Linked DNA regions of Mus musculus: region 1 is linked to region 2. Evidence: chromatin contacts called from public HiChIP or PLAC-seq data. All regions are on one chromosome and are shown on one strand. The core of a region is the stretch at or near the end of the contact, and the rest is flanking DNA. Distances in the headings are between cores, read along the strand shown.

The links. HiChIP or PLAC-seq counts read pairs in DNA pulled down with a chosen protein or histone mark.
Region 1: an H3K4me3 HiChIP or PLAC-seq map of bone marrow-derived macrophages shows a contact between it and region 2, with 8 times the contacts expected there. The contact joins two enhancer-like sites. A contact is called at or near these places in 1 of 484 Hi-C or Micro-C datasets (bone marrow-derived macrophages), 1 of 115 datasets of contacts at active chromatin or transcription factors (bone marrow-derived macrophages) and 1 of 9 other capture datasets (embryonic stem cells).

What each region holds. Positions count from the first base shown.
Region 1 is chr5:75,834,292-75,838,563 of GRCm38.p6, forward strand. No RefSeq gene overlaps it. Among named protein-coding and RNA genes, the nearest start is that of Gm32727, 140 kb to the right of the region's middle. Within about 2 kb of position 1,525, at least 92 of the 459 cell types and tissues checked have an H3K27ac peak or open chromatin away from gene starts, as enhancers often do. A contact at or near this core is called in bone marrow-derived macrophages, where this site is marked.
Region 2 is chr5:75,314,621-75,318,478 of GRCm38.p6, forward strand. No RefSeq gene overlaps it. Among named protein-coding and RNA genes, the nearest start is that of Mir7025, 140 kb to the left of the region's middle. Within about 2 kb of position 1,616, at least 26 of the 459 cell types and tissues checked have an H3K27ac peak or open chromatin away from gene starts, as enhancers often do. A contact at or near this core is called in bone marrow-derived macrophages, where this site is marked.

The DNA.
Region 1 (4,272 bases), core at 275-2,774, 520 kb after region 2:
AGAGAGGTTAAATTGCTGAAACAGAATGTGTTCATGGCTAGCAGAGACGTGCATAAGCCTCGCCAGAGAGGTAGAGGAAGTCAGAATCAAGGCCAGGTCACTAGTTCATTGACGGCAGATGAAGTGGCCTTTGAGTTTTAATGCTGAAGGAGGAGGAAGAGTTTGCCAAACAAACGGAGTGGGGGGTTACATCTCTAGCAGAGGAAATAACGTATTTGGTGGAAGAAGTGTTTAAAAGTCTTCCTTTTGCTCTATGCAAGTTATTTTAATTTTTTATGACTCAATGTCCCACCTAATAATTGGGTATAATGATCGTCCTTATGTAGAACATCGCCTTGGGAACAAAAGCAGTAAATACTTGCAAAACACTTAGAGCAGGGTTAGTGCATTGTAAGTCCTGTCTGAGTTTTTATAGAGAGAGTAAACTGTTAACTAAAAACTCTTCAAGTCTCTTACATGTATGGTATGCCAGCCCAGTCTCCTCCAATCTAAAATCCTGCCATCAGTAGCTTCTGCCCAGAGGAAATGTAAGACTTGGCGTCTGACCTCCCTGGATTTCCTTGGCTCCTCAGGGCTTTCAATTCCTTTCAGCTTGGTGTCCTGCTCTCCCAGTCCCTGATGTCTGTGGAATAGCGGAAGGGTGTCCCAGGGTGAGCTGAACACGAATCCTGTAGTCATCAAGATCAGTCAGAGTCTTAAGATTGGCGTCTGACCAGCTCTAAGTGGCTCTAATTACATTTCAATGGAGCATAGAGTCAAATTTTGACAAGCACATAAACTTAATAGCTGATCTGCAGGCATAATTACCACCAGACTGATTTGTAACTGCCAGCGAATAAGCCCACGAGACGGTTATCCAAAGTCTTCCAGTTCAAAGACCGAAGTTGTGAGGATGAAGCCACTACAGCCACGTTGGAGCTAAGCGTCTGCTGCATTCGAGGCTCTAGACACAATGCAGGGAACTGAGCCATCTCAAAGCATCACTCGAATCCTGTTTGGCTGTTCTGATGCAGAAAAAGATAAGAAAGGGAATCAGTGTGGGGAAATGTGATATGCGGAACTCTAAAAATAAACTGCCTGTCCCTGACATCTGTGTTTGCAAACACACTGTTTAAAGCAGTGCTCTTCCCTCCGAAGGGCCAATCCCAAGATGACATCCTCCTCCGCGGTTGGTTTTTCCTGCGGTTCTCAACAGGAGGGCTTTCCCAGAGACCTCTTGGCTTCCAGCTTTTATTTGATGTCCCCCTTAAAAGAGTGGGCAGGATTATGGACATCGTGAATGGGTGATTTCAGAAACCCAGCTTCTCAGCCGCTCCACTGTTCTGCTACTGAGGTGATTCTGTGCTCCCTCGTCTCTGATGGCGTCCTTCCCGGCCCTCTTGAAGAGAGTGTCACGGTGCGTAATCCCAGATCAGGTTTGAATCAAATAAATGACACATGACGCGGTGGCCAGATGTTCGCGGGTGAGAACCGGAGCTAAGTTCACACAATTGTTCTGCCTCCTCGCTTTCCGCCGAGGTTCTTTCCTGTGGGCTGGAGATGGTATTGGCAGCAGCTTGGCTCCGCTCTCCTCCACCGCCAGCCCAGCCTGTGCTCCAGGGGCTGCTCGCAGGCTGCCTTCCTCTTCCTGTGCAGCTGGTGTTTGCAGAAGGACGCGATTTGGAAGTTGATTTATTTACTTTGCTTTATTTATTTTTTTTTATGAATGGACATAGATGGCTGTTGTTGAAACAATCAATCTACTCCGGTGAGATGATTATAATTTAACAGAAAAACATGCTTCGGGGCCACGTGCAACATTAAGGCTTAGGGCTTTGGCAACGTTCAAATGAACTGTCCTGTTCAGAGTAAAATCTGAGGATATGTTGCGTCTTTAAACATAAACCCAACTGAATGGGTTGGGTCTTTGGCTCTACAGACTGGGGCCTGTGAACGAGGCAACACTTTCGATTGTAGAAGCCAAGGGCTACTGTTCAGGTCACTTCCTTTTGTCCTTGTTGTCCTCACTCGGGGACTTACAGGATGCTTATATGGCCCCAAATATGGAAAAAAAAGAGAATATTCCAGAAAGTGCCTCCTCCTCTTGGGCTAATTCCTCTTCTCAAATCATTTTGTAAAAGTCTGAAGATCTGTTGCTGGAGAGATGGTTTGACAGTTAAGAGTGCTGACTGCTCTTCCAGAGATCCTGAGTTCAATTCCCAGTAACCACATGGTGGCTCACAACCACCTGTAATCAGATCTGATGCCCTTTTCTGGTGTGTCTGAAGACAGCTATGGTGTACTCTTATGCAGAAAATAAATAATTCTTTTTTTTTTTTAATGTCTGCAGATTTAAGACACAAACATGGCAGTCACGTAAATGATAGGCTGAGGTAGATACCTTTCCTTTAAAGAGTTTATCCATATTTTGAAAGCAATATAAAAAGCATTAAAGGCATAGTCAGCCATAATTCATCCTTTCCTGCTTCTTTTTACCATGGCAGCCATCAAATTCAGCCACCTGAGGAACTATCACTTTTCTACACAGATGTACCATTCAAAGATGGACTTGCTTCTTAGATATGCAGATAATAGCATACAATACACATTGTACTCCGCTTTGCCTTTTCCTCTGAACAACACATCAGATGGAGGTGTCTTTTCTGCCCACGAAGCTGTCAGGAGAGAGGTTGCTCTTCGGCTCAGTGAGCTGCATCTGGCTCTGGCTTGTTGTACTGACAACATGCAAGGTGCTAAGCCAAGCTGGCCTTCAGCACAGGGCTTCCCAGCCTGAAAAGATTGGAGTCCTAGTGGAAACCTTAAAAAGATGAATAGCATCAAGTATCAAGTGGGCAAAGGAGGAAACGGAGGTCTAAGGGTATCAGACAGAACGTGGTGTAAGCTGACAAGTTGAAAGAAAGGACACTTTTCAGGCTTGCAACATGGCGGTCCATTGTTTCCTTCTCGGCTTTGGTAAGCAGAAGAAACTTACTTGCTATTATAGCATCATTTTAGCACGATAGAGATCTTGAGGGGGCAGAAAAGATGGCACAGTTGGTAAAGTGCTGACTGGGCAGACATGATGACCTGAGTTTGGATGTTCAGTATCCATGTAAAAGCCAGCAGAGGCATGCAACGCATGACCCCTGGCTGGGGAGGCAGAGACGGGCAGATCTCCTGACACTCATTGATCACCCAGCTCGGTGAATGTAACGGGCTTCAGTGCAGTGAGTCCTTGTCTCAAAAGAGTAAAGTGGATGGTGAGAGAGGATGACGACACCTTCTGGTCTGCTCATGCAGCACATACATACATGTGTCCACACAAACATGTACATTTGGTGCATATGCATATGCATCCACAAAAATACATAGGACACATATACCCATGAATCCACATACATGCAACACATATGCACATGTATCCACACAAACAAGTACATCCATCACATATACACATGCATCCACATAAACATATACATGTAAAACATATGCACGAGTCCATAAAAACATATACATGCTGTGAATATGCACATGCATCCACACAAACATGTACAAGCAGCGCATGTGTACACATGCATACATGTAGTATATTTGCACATACCCTTACACAGATGTACACATATACACACTTAAAAAAATAAAACCAAACAATAAATTACTTACTTAAAATATCTTTAGGAACAAAATGGCCCGAACAACGTGAGAAAGGCAGAAAGGTAGCAAGCTGTAGAATGAGGTAATATGGGCATTAATGCTGGATATACCAGATATTAGTCCATTCAAGTCATTTAACCCGTTATTATTTTCTTTTATATAGAATAGAAATACACCTTAGGGCACTCTTGCGTGTACCCAACTCGCCAGCAAGAACGACACTGCAACAGGATCCTTCTGCACACGTTTAATGGGAGATCTTGATTGCAGAGGCGAAGAGACCCCGAGCCCAGAACTGGTGCTGCTTATATAGGCCTAGGAGAGGCATGTCTCACACCCGGATTGGTTATGCACTATACCTCATTTGCATGTTCCTCATCTGATTGGTTATTCTCTCTCAGTACCTCACAGAACCTCATTAACATACCTCATTTGCATGTCTCACATCTGATTGGTTATACTCTCAGAACCTCATTATCATGCCCAGGCCAGGCAGTGTCTTGGCAAAAAACTTTACTGCATATGTACACATTGGTTGTTTGCCCAAACTTATGCGTGGTGGCCAGTGGTAGCCAGCGCCACCTTGCAATGGCACATGTGGCTTCCCAGAGGGCACGACAGAGACTTTTTTGTGTTTTC
Region 2 (3,858 bases), core at 366-2,865:
GAGCAAGGCCAGTTCCTGGAGCTTGGGGTGGGGGTGAGGAGAGATAGCAAAAACTACACGCTACTGAGAAATGGGTAACTGGGGGTGTGCCTTGAGGCTTTGTAACCTGACCCCACTTCTTTGTCCTCTACTTCCTGACTCTATGCCATATGACCAGGTACCTCACCCTGCCACTACCATGCCTTTCCCTACTCAAAGGACTGTGTCTCCTCAATTCACAGTCAGAATAAACTCTTCCTCTTTCATTTGTGTGGGTTTTTTCCCCAGGTGTCTGGTCACAGCAATAAGAAAAGAAATACATATGCAACAGTAAAAAGCATAGCAAGGTAACTCCCATGTGTTATTGCCTACGTTCAACAATGATTTAAATCGAGATCAATTTGTTTCTTCTGAATATCTATTTGCTTCTCTTACTCCAGGTAATTCTGAAGACGATCTCATACATTGTATCATTTCATCTGTACTAATAAAATGTGTATTTCTAATAGATAAGCATTACCCTCTAAATAAGTGGTTTATTTCTGCTTAAACTCCCACTGTAAATCCTTACTGCCAAATATCCTTCATTTTAAAGAGTCTTTCTGGTCTTTTGGTTACAGTTGTGGTATTCTCTTTTATTTATTTAAACATACACGTATATATACACACAGTTTACAGCTGGAGTTTAATTGTTCTAACATGTGCAGGTTTTGTGGTGTGATTTTGTGTCTGTTATGTCTGCTGGCTCCTGTTCATGGGAGATTGTTTCATCATGTATCTGTGATGTTTTAATATACATTGTGAGTTTGTGGTAATTAAAACATTATCTATAACAATTGTTTGAGACTTAACTAAAGCTCATTTCCCTAAAGATACCCCTACCCCACCTCACCCCTGCCCTGCTTAGTGTCCCAGTGAACTTTCCTATGGCTACATGATTCCTGGTCACTTCTGAGAACTTAGATACCAGCTTTCACTGCTTGGTCAATAATTGATTTTCTGGTTTCCAGTTAAGAGACATAGAGTAAATCAGTACATCAAGCCAGTTGGCTGGCCTGCCATCCTTCCTTCCTTCCTTCCTTCCTTCCTTCCTTCCTTCCTTCCTTCCTTCCTTCCTTCCTCCCTTCCTTCCTAAAAAGCTTTATTTATTCTCTCTGAGTGCGAGTGTGTGTGTGTGTGTGTGTGTGTATGTATGTCTCTGTGTGTCCGTATATGTGTGTGTATGTATGTATGTGTGTATGTCTGTGTGCATGTGTATGTCTGTGTATACATGTGTGTATGTCTGTGTGCATATGTGTGAGTGTGTACATGTGTGTATGTGTGCTCCCTTTACTGATCTGAGCCACTGCATCCAGCTTGATGACCCAAGTGCTTTCTGGCCAAGCACTAGACTTTAGTTGCTGAGCCATCTCCCTACCCTCTCCTTACAAATCTGAACATGCTTCTTCTAGGCTCCTGTGAATTACTGGCCTGTGATATTTATGCTCCATTCTTGAGTTGAGGCATTTAAATGGATGTAAACTTACTCATACCAGTCCTATAGGGCATTCACCTTGTGGCTGGTAATTCTCAGAGGAGCCTTTATTTTCCCAAAGCTCACAGAGGGAAGCACTTTCACTTTCTGTTTCAGTGAAATTAATTTTATTTTTCTAGTTTCTCTTTATCGGGGCTGTTGCCTTCTGGAAGACTGGCTCCAGGAAGGGTCTCTGTTGCCTTCTTGTTTCATACAAATTATTCTCTTTGTTGTTGGTCTCCCTTTTATGCTAATATCTTGTTAAAACAAAAAAACTTACCCAACGATGTATTGGCAGATTTCCTAAAGACAAGATTCAGCTCCAACATCCAGGTTCTGCTTTGGATTCGTGCTTTTGCTACTTTTATCCTAGATGGATTCTTCCCCTGTCTTCAACTCAGCTAAGCATTTAAAATATTAAAAGTATTTCATCCAATATTTTAAGGTGTTATAGACTGGAATTCTGAACACCTACATGGTGCATATTCATAAAAGACTCCAAATTATTGTGCCTCAGCTCCCATGAGATAGGCTGTCAGCAGTGAGTCCCTTTCACAATGTCGTGCAGCTGTTCTCCCGGCTTTCTGCTCCAGAGGCTGATAGAGCCTTTATTCATTTAGATGGGTCTCACAAAGCTGTAAAAATCCAGGAGATTCTAAACAACAGTTTTATTTCTCTGAATTCTAGAGTCTGAGAAGTCCAAGATCAAGATGTTGGCCAACTCGTAGGTGTGAGGGTCTGCCTCTGGATCATAGAGGATGCCTCTATGGTGTCCTCACAGGGTACAAAAGCTTGAAGCTCTCTGGGTTCTCTAGCACAAGCCCTGTCATACTCCAACCATCTCACAAATCCCCCCACTGTCTACTATCATCATCAGGTTTCAACTCATGAACTCTAGGAGTGGCTTGCAAACATTTAGACAATGACAGCGCAGTCCCCAGGCCCACATCTTCTTTACTGTTTTGACTCATATCTCACTCATGATGATACTTATGAGTTTACCATTCTTTGGGCAGAGCCATCCCTGAGGACTTCCACTCTTAATATGGGTTTGGGCCTTGAGAAGAGACTCTGTTTGTCTTAGTTTGGGTTTCTATTGCTGTGAAGAGGCACCGTGATCAAGGCAACTCTTACAAGGACAAACATTTAATTGAAGCTGGCTTAAAGTTTCAGAGATTTAGTCCATTATCATCATAGCAGGAAGGATGGCAGCATATAGGCAGACATGGTGCTGGGGCTGGAACTGAGAGTTCTGTATCTTGATCCAAAGGCAACCAGGAGAGAGTGACTCTTCCACACTAGGTGGACCTTGAGCAATAGAAGCCCTCAAAGCCCACCTACACACTGACATACTTCCTCCAACAAGGCCACACCTCCTAATTGTAGCACTTTCCATGGGCCAAGCATATTCAAACCACTATACTGTTTTTCCCTCTTCTCCCTAGACACTGGAGAAGTCTTTGTCCTTAGTTATCTAATCAGAAGAAGGATGAGAGACAATATGGCAACATGAACATGAGCTTTCAAATTTCTCAGTGTCAGACCCAGATTTAGGACTGCTCTAGTTTCTCTGCCTCTCTGCAGCTCTTCCACCTTGTTGCCATGTGCTGGTTGATGCTTTACATCATCAAGTCAACACCTACAGTCCTGAATTCATTGATGGGGTCTGAAGACCAGGCTAAAATTCAAAGTCCTAGAGAAGAGGTATATATTTTTTTCAGTTCTAGTTTTCTTTGCCAGAAATGACTGCGGTCCATGGCCACTGGCAGGAGGAATCCCCTCTTCCCATCTTCCTTTTCCTTTTATCAGGAAACCCCATCCTATGGGGTTTTTAGTGATAAAGCCCCATCCTATGGATGCCTACCCCCAAGACTACAGTGCATTTGTCTGACGGTGTTTCTCCCGGCCCCCAAATCTGAGCCTTTCAGCATCCTATGTAAGGCTTTAGCAATCCATTTCAGGGTAGACTGCACTAAGTCCAGTCCATTTATTTTGTGATGTTGCTGCGGATAACTATTTAAACACTAAACATTCATAGCCTTCCCAAGAAACATACACTATTAAAGGGGCACGAAGCAGTTGAAAGCTGTGCTTAGATGAGCAACTGCACTCTAAGGGACAAGTAATCTAGACACACAGCTCTCTGAACCATCCATCCACTTTCCCAACTAAACGGAACATGAAATATTTGAGTTCAGGTTACTACACTGACTTTGGAGTTTTCCCAGCTCCAATCGGTGGAGCTGTGCCTTTGATTTGCATAATCAAGAGTCCCAAAGTGGTGGTTGTTCTGGGAAAAAAAGCAAAACAGAAACAATGATCTGCTGTCACTGTAAACCCAACTCTCCGGCTTGGGACCTTTCTCT